2 separate regions of the Zea mays genome follow, and region 2 is linked to region 1. Evidence: chromatin contacts called from public Hi-C data. All regions are on one chromosome and are shown on one strand. Each heading gives the region's core, a stretch centred on a gene start, on an enhancer-like site or on the middle of the called end of the contact. The rest is flanking DNA. Distances are from core to core; before and after follow the strand shown. Region 1 holds the start of LOC100280596 (mitochondrial NADH ubiquinone oxidoreductase 13kD-like subunit). Region 2 holds the start of LOC100502477 (Putative MYB DNA-binding domain superfamily protein).

Region 1 (3,841 bases), core at 798-3,297:
CGTCTAAATAAAACCTAAATCTCATCCAAGCATAACTGAAGTCTACAAACCTATATAAAATAAATTACTTACTTCAGAAAACAGTATTTATATTACCCAAAGGTGCACCCTTCGAAATCAGCTAAATAAAACTTAAACCTAAACCAAGCATAACTGAATTCTGCAAACCTATACAAAATATATTCCGTAACTATAAAAAAACAGTGCTTATTACCTAAAAGTGCACCCACTACATGTTAAGCTTATAGGTACTGCAGGGAAAAAAACCATTGACTCCATTTCCAGCTCCTTGAAGGCACATAGCTAGGTGGACAAGGCACGATAAACAAAATATCATATAGAAGCTGTGTCTGCCAGAACTGCAAGTCACTAACATGATTAGGGATGAAAACGGTCAGAAACGGTCGGTAAACACTAAAACCATTACCGTTTTCATATTTTTTATCGGAAACAAAATCGAAAACGGTAACTCCGGAAACGGAAACGATATCGGTATTTCGGAAACATCGGAAACGAAAGTTCGGTGCGGAAAATACACCTGTAACGGTCGAAATCTAAAATACGATCGGTAAACATATCAAACTTCACAATAAAACAAAATTGACAAAACATCACAAATACCACAAGTTCACAATTCATGATATAACAAGTTCACAAGGATCACAAATTTATAATATAAAAAGTTTACAAAGATCACAAGTTCACAATATAACAAGTTCACAGTATAACAAGTTCATAAAGATCACAAGTTAACATACTCAAAGTTCATAATTCACAATATCCACTCGATTTAGTTGACGTGGCATGCTTACTCATGAAATATTTTTTCCTTACATAAAGGGTTTTTCACAGCCTCACAGGAAAACCCTAAAATCTAATGTGTGGAAAAGACAGACTGTCGGCTCTCTATCATTATATATTACTAATACATAACATGTGCATAGAAAATGGTGGATTCGTTCGAGAGACCAAATCGTTAATCTCAACTACCTTCCAACACCATCTAACCCCAAAAAATCTTAAAGCGTCCAAAAAATACAAAAATAAGTAATCCTTATCCAGAGATGTACAGGCGATGCGAAAAAATCACATGCTGGAAAATTCCGAAAAAAATTCCGAGACACAATTCCGGAAATTTCCGAGACATAAATCCGGTAATTTCCGACAAAAACCGGTAACCGATGGAAACGGTCGGTAAAACACTACGCCGATTCCGATACCGATTCCGATAGAAAATTCCGAAAACCGATTCCGTTTTCGAAAAATACCGTTACCGATGAATCCGATCGAAAAATTTCGAAATCGGTTTCCGGAATTCCGAAAAATTTCGAAACCGTTTTCATCCCTAAACATGATCCTGTAGCCCGTTCGCAATGCTGCTAGCCAACTACTGCAGTAAACCATTGCATGAGCATCAAAGCATACTTAGTTTACCAATGATGATCAAGAAATTGTGATAACTATGATCTATCAGGGGTTCGCATACTCTAGCAATATAATGGTGCCTGGTAAATCTAAAAGACAAGACCTGCACATCTAACAAAGAAGAGACAGAAACGTCGACATGGAACAAGCACCTAGAAGCCCGATGATCAGGACTCATCACGCCAATTCAAGATGTCTCGACAACATCAAGGACGACCTAAACTAGAAAGGGGCAGTGAAGTTAACAAGCGCGGCTCACACCGAGCATAACCACACGCGGAACCTTAAAGGCGCGGTCTTCCCCGCCGATTCGGGCAGGGACATTCTCTGGGTTCGCGAGGCCGAGGCGGATCGGGATCTAGAGGTCGAGGCTACGGTGAGGGGAGGGGTATATGTATACATATACCTGCATCCACTTAGCGGTGTGGCTGCCGACGACGGCGGCTGCGCCAACAGCCTTCTCGGTGGAGAGGCCGCGCGCGCCGGCTGGAGCTAGGGTCCTGAGGAGCGCGGGGAGCAGCCTCCGCGTCGCGGTCGCCATGGCTGGGGAAGGTTGCGAGCGAAGTGGACCGTACCCTGGGGAATTCGGGAAAGAACAAAGAGAAAGACGAGGACTTTTAGATGCACCTACGGGATTAAAGCCCGGCCCGTTGTGGCCCAACTTGTGGTATGGGCTGTCATGCTGAGCTACTAATCTGTCATGACTCATGACCCAAATACAAGTCCATGTGATGGCGTCCCCGGAAGGAAGGAGAAGAGCGCATCCAAGTCCAAGTGAAGCGTAGCAGTACATACAATACGTATACAGTATACAGTACAGTATACGGCAACAGTAGGTCAAGTGTCCCAGTACACTGGTCCATGACCAGGTGTGGACGTGTGGTGGCATGGGCTGGGCCAGCTGTGGTGATGGGCACCCCCCGGTTTGTTTCTTTCCTCAAATACAACATCTCTCTTTCTATTTATTTATTTATGTTACATTTCGTGGACAGTTTGTTTTAAGGAGGACACCACACGCACACATTTTTATTAAAAAGTTTGTATTAAAGAGTTTTATAGAGACATCCAATTTCCCGACTTATAGGAAATAAATATCACGGGGTCGCGTGGGACACCGAATTAAATGGTAGTAGAGCTATTCTTTTGTCACAAGAAAACGAGACGTACATTCACAGGAAATGGAATGAATTGATTTATTGATTAATGGCTTCTGTTTGGCCGTGCCGTGGCTCCATCATCAAGCAGCAAGTAGCTAGCCATGGTTGTGGCCTTCTAGCTAGCTCCTGGCAGATCTTGTTCTGTTGCGCCGCCGGACCCTGCCCCTAATGCGCGCGCAGATTAATTTAGACCCCGGTTGGTGCAGCCTAATTATCGGTGGGTGGATCGTCGGCGATTCAGTAGCCGCGCATGCATCACAGTTGTTTAACACATCCTGATAGGTTTGCTGGTGTTTAAGGACCGACACGACACGACTAAAGCATTCACAAAAAGTGTTCATATTAATGCATGGCCGCGGTTTCTATCTATGATTGACTGTGTGTTTTGTTGTCTAGGCAAGGTGTCAACGTGGGGTTCAGAGCCAACGACTATAGTTTGAATCTCCATTTGTATATAACTTTAGTTTTTTTACCATTTAAATGCGAGGGGTACGATAAAAGTGAAAACTCATGTTTATACAAGAGAAACCGGTGTTTTTTTTTTATTATTTTGGTATTTTCTCTAGCTCCCGCCATGCGTGCTTGCTTGTGTCTCTCACCTGCATGCATTATTGAGGCGGATCTTCTGGGCATCTTTCCGGTGACAAAGTCGGTAGCTGGGGAGTCCTTCTTGCAAGGGCGTGGCCCACACAGCCGTGGAGTGTTGTCTGAGGGAGTGATGTGCAGTGGCTGTCATGTAACATCACTGGTATCGATACCGGTATCTTCTTCAGCGGCAGTACTGTGGAGCAACAACCAAACGATCTTTTTCCTATATATTATTTCTTCCTTAATTTCCCTGTAGGTGCATGCATGATGCTTGATTAATTGTATGCATGTATTATTGGCCTTGTTTAATCACTCACTCACAACTTTGAGAGGTTTTCGCTCGGGGTGCGTGCTTCACTCGCCTCATGGTTGAGCACTGACGGGATGGGACGGGATGTCTCGCTAGCTAGCCGCCCTTGCTTGAGCTGATTAAGAGCTCGATCGACATCAGACGCACTGCTCTATGCTGTGTGTTAGTGTTTGGTTTGGTGTCAACGGGAATGGGATGGAATGAGATCAACTCTGGACTGATCTCATTCCTTATTTTTTTTATTTTTTGAGAAATGATCGCATCCATCATTTTTGAAGAATATCTCTTGACGCTGACTCTGGATCTTCAAACAAAACGCGGGTCAAGTTAGAATGATCTTATCTCATCTCTCTTCATCCTT
Region 2 (3,841 bases), core at 691-3,190, 200 kb after region 1:
TCACGGTCCTGTACATCTGCGGCAGCAAGAGAGCCGCCAGAGGCAGCAATTAAAAAGGATCAGTTTCGACCTTTCCATGCATGAACTACTACGTCGTTTGAAGCAACTTGCGGTACAAATGAGGAATCTTTGGCAGATCATAAGGTTTGCATTTTTCAGGAGGCAACATCGTGCATGGCCGGCCTGCTGCTGGCTGCTGCAAGATTTGATTTGACACCTTAAGGCAGAAATCAACAAGCAAACGGAGGAGAAAGCTACCAGGAACCCGATTCACATCATAGCAGAGTAGTAAAACTACTGGTCTCGTAAGCGGTAAGCCATCGGCTGGCTGCAGCTTTTCACTGTTTCCCTTCTCAGTCAAGCACTGTGCATGCTAACAGCTAGCGGCTGCATGACTCATCACTCATGCTTGTGCATGACAGTAGTACACTAGCTAGAAAGAGTGTAGTACATAGATAGCTTGGTTGCCGGCCTAGATATATGTGAATGAAACCTGCGTGTTTTGCTCTTTACACCACGCCAAAGTTGAGATACATGGACCTACCTAGCTGGCTAATGAGATATGAGATACTATGATGCAGCAGGACCGTTGGAGAGGAAGACGCTACAGGGAGTTACATTGTGCACTGTTCAGACTTTAGCCCCATCTGCCCTGCCTGCCCATCCCTCTCTCTCTCTCTCTCTCTCTCTCTCTCTCCCTTTGCTCACTTTCTTCCACTTTGATGCCTACTATCATCTATTGCATGTGTACGCACACAAATACAGCATCGAGCAGTGCGCGCTGTGCTGTAGGCTTACTAGTAGCAACTAGCAACAGGCAGGCAGCCAGCAGCAAAACTACAAGCTAGAGCCAGGAGGAGAACGGATCCCCATTTTTGCATGCGTACGTTTCTGCACCTGCGGTTCTACGACTACTACGGTACATATATTGCTGTCACGGAATGGTCAAAGTATAAAATACGCGAGGTGTAAATTAATTGAAGTGTGTGAGGAAGGATCCGAGCGAGAGTATACCTGCAAGTGAGACTTGACATGAGCCAGGGTGAGATCCTTCACGTCCATGAGCTCAAGAACTGACTTGGGAGTTGCCCCTGGTAGTTCATATATCATCGTGCACGAGAGAACAAGCAAAATCAGTGTTGAGCACAGGGGCATCATACTTATGGATGAACCGTGAACGCATCAAGAAGAAGACATGGAGGACACAACACTAGAAAGGCAGCCAGAGAGAAGCTAGCAAGGGAAGGTGCATGCGCATCTGCGTGGGGGTGACGATAGATGGACCTACTTTCGTGGCCGCCGAGCAGCTCGACGGCGTGGACGAAGCGCGCGTGGAGCGTGGACGTCCAGCGCATGCGCGGCGCCCTGGCGGCGCGCTTCGCCGGGGGGAACAACCCGGCGACGCGAGCCCCGAAGCCGCACCCGGCGCGGCGCCAGGCGCCCGCGGCGACGTGGCAAGGCTCGCAGAAGCACGGGCCCGCGCCCGCCGCGTGCGGCGGGAACGTCGGCGGCACCGCGTGCGTGTGCGGGTGCTGGTACAGCGGTACCCCGCGTATGGGTCGTAGCATGGCGGCGGCGTTGGGGGGCATCGGCAGCGGCAGCTGCAGCGGTATGGGAATGGGCACCTGCAGGGACGGCGCCATAGCCGCCGCCGGGTTGCCAGGGACCCCGTTGCCGCCACCGACACTGCCACCTGCGGCTGCCGCGAGGAGCCTGGCGCTCAGGGCAGCGCCGTGGTGGTGGGACGTAGCGCGAGCGGGGAGGCCGATCTGCAGTGAGAGGTCCGGCTGGGAGGGGAAAAGCTCCATAGATCGATCGCACACCCTCTCTTGCAATCCCTTGAAACCACACTCTTGTTGCAGACAAGGGAGTGAGAGAGCGCTGTCTTTCTCCTTTCTCTCTCGCCCGTTCTTTTGTTTGTGAAATGAAACTTGTGGAGGCTTGAGCTCGGGCTCGATCGGGTAGAGGGATGGACGGGGGATACTGCCCTTTTCTAGTTAGGGTGTGTGTGTGGGGTGGGGGAGAGAGAGAAAAAAATAAGGGTAAAATGTAAAGTTTAGATAGAGTGTCATATAGATGCCAAACGGATCGTCCCGCACATACTGGCACTAGTATTATTAGGCACGACACTATTAACGCACTATTCGTAATCATGTTGTGTCGTGCTGACACTAGTGCCTAAATAGCGGTCCAGGCACTAAGCGCCTAATCGTGTCGTATCATCACTATATATACGGCACTAACACCTAATAGTGCATGTGTGTCAACCCATACACTATTTCATTTTAAGAGCTAAAAATATAGAAGATCTTTAAGATTATTTATATATATATAATTTTAAATACCATTATAATGTGAATTAATTATGTTTAAAATCATAACAAATGACAAGGATAATGTAAGAAATGGGTGGATCTTGTCTAGGGATAGCAATGGGAAATTCCCCATCGGGTTTTAGCTCCACATCCTCCCTCGTCCCCGCGATGAAAACATTTTCCCGCGAGGATCCCCACGAACACTTATGGGGACATTTGTTTCCCATCCCTGTTCTGCGGGGGGATAAATCCCCATTGGGATCCTCATCCCCGCTTAAATTATAAATAGAACATACTTCCTTTACTATTAATGCAAACCATTGTCACTTATACACATTGTCAGATGTAAAAAATGATTATATGTACATCAAAATGAACACATTTGTATAATGAGTGATCTCTTGATAAGATAATTATTTATTTTTATTATTAACTATTACATGACAACATCATCACGTATAAGTTTAACGGGTCCGCATGGGAAACAGGGATGGGAATTCCCGTTTACCCGTTGTGAGACAAAATTTCCCCGTTCACATCCCCGTGGCCCGTGGGGGAAGAATATTCTCCATATCCATCCCCTAATGGAAGAATTTTTCCACGGGAAATCAAGGATCGAGACCCATTGCCATCTCTAATATTGCTCCTCGGGGAGGCCAGATCCTGGGGTCGAATAGGGTTGGAGGTGGATATGCGGAAAGCTATAACTAGGACTACGCTAAATTTAGTCCTAGTGCAGGAATGGTAAAAAAAGTAAATTGATTCGATTAGAATATGTTCGAGAGTTCTCAACCGGTCGTAGCACTTCATATATATAAGAGGATGGTCTAAACCCGTTCTTTAGCGATAGCCGACAGATCTCATATAATTAGATGAGAACCACGCATAGTTTGAATCAATCTTGTCACGAGGGCGCGACCACTTTTGGTTACCTTAGCAGCAACACCCTGTTGGGCTGGCCGGCTGGGCCGAATTTTTTGTATTTTAGCCATTTTTCGGAAAAAAATTCACGTTTAGATCTTAAAAAATTTTAATGTCATTTTTGGACCCTTTGCTCGGCGCCATAGCCTATGGCGCCGAAGTAACACAGCTCGGCGCCATAGGCTATGGCGCCGAAGTAACACAGCTCGGCGCCATAGGCTATGGCGCCGAGGTCTTGTTGCGTTGGCACAACCCAGACGCGTGGCGTCGACGTGGCACCGAGCTCGGCGCCACAGATCTTGGCGCCGAGCTCGGTTATGTTTATTAACATATTTGTTGCAAACATAAGCACAAAGCACATCTAGCCCACTTGGTGGGGCACAAGGCTTCAGACCTTGTGGTCATGGGTTCAAGCCCCACTGTTTGCATTTTTATTTGTTTTTTTTGTTTATGTCGCTGGTGTGTCCGTTCAAATTTATTTCTCACCTAGATTTTTTTATCTAGCCACTACTCATTTTTTAAAATAATTCATTAGATATATTTTTTTGTCTTGGGGCTTTTGCAGATCTTTTAGTTGCAATCATTTTTAATAACTCATTTTTAAT

What was found. Hi-C and Micro-C count contacts between places; a contact is called where the count stands out from the background.
Region 2: a Hi-C map of endosperm shows a contact between it and region 1, with 1.8 times the contacts expected there. The contact joins the promoter of LOC100502477 here to the promoter of LOC100280596 in region 1. A contact is called at or near these places in 4 of 25 Hi-C or Micro-C datasets (ear, endosperm, leaf and 1 more).

The regions. Positions count from the first base shown.
Region 1 is chr4:33,076,872-33,080,712 of Zm-B73-REFERENCE-NAM-5.0, forward strand. LOC100280596 (mitochondrial NADH ubiquinone oxidoreductase 13kD-like subunit) reads right to left here and starts at 2,048. Exons shown (of 3, transcript NM_001153515.1): 1 at 1,832-2,048. The coding sequence starts at 1,966.
Region 2 is chr4:33,272,891-33,276,731 of Zm-B73-REFERENCE-NAM-5.0, forward strand. It overlaps LOC100502477 (Putative MYB DNA-binding domain superfamily protein), which reads right to left and starts at 1,941. Exons shown (of 6, transcript NM_001196955.1): 1 at 1,289-1,941; 2 at 1,015-1,091; 3 at 1-16. The coding sequence starts at 1,808.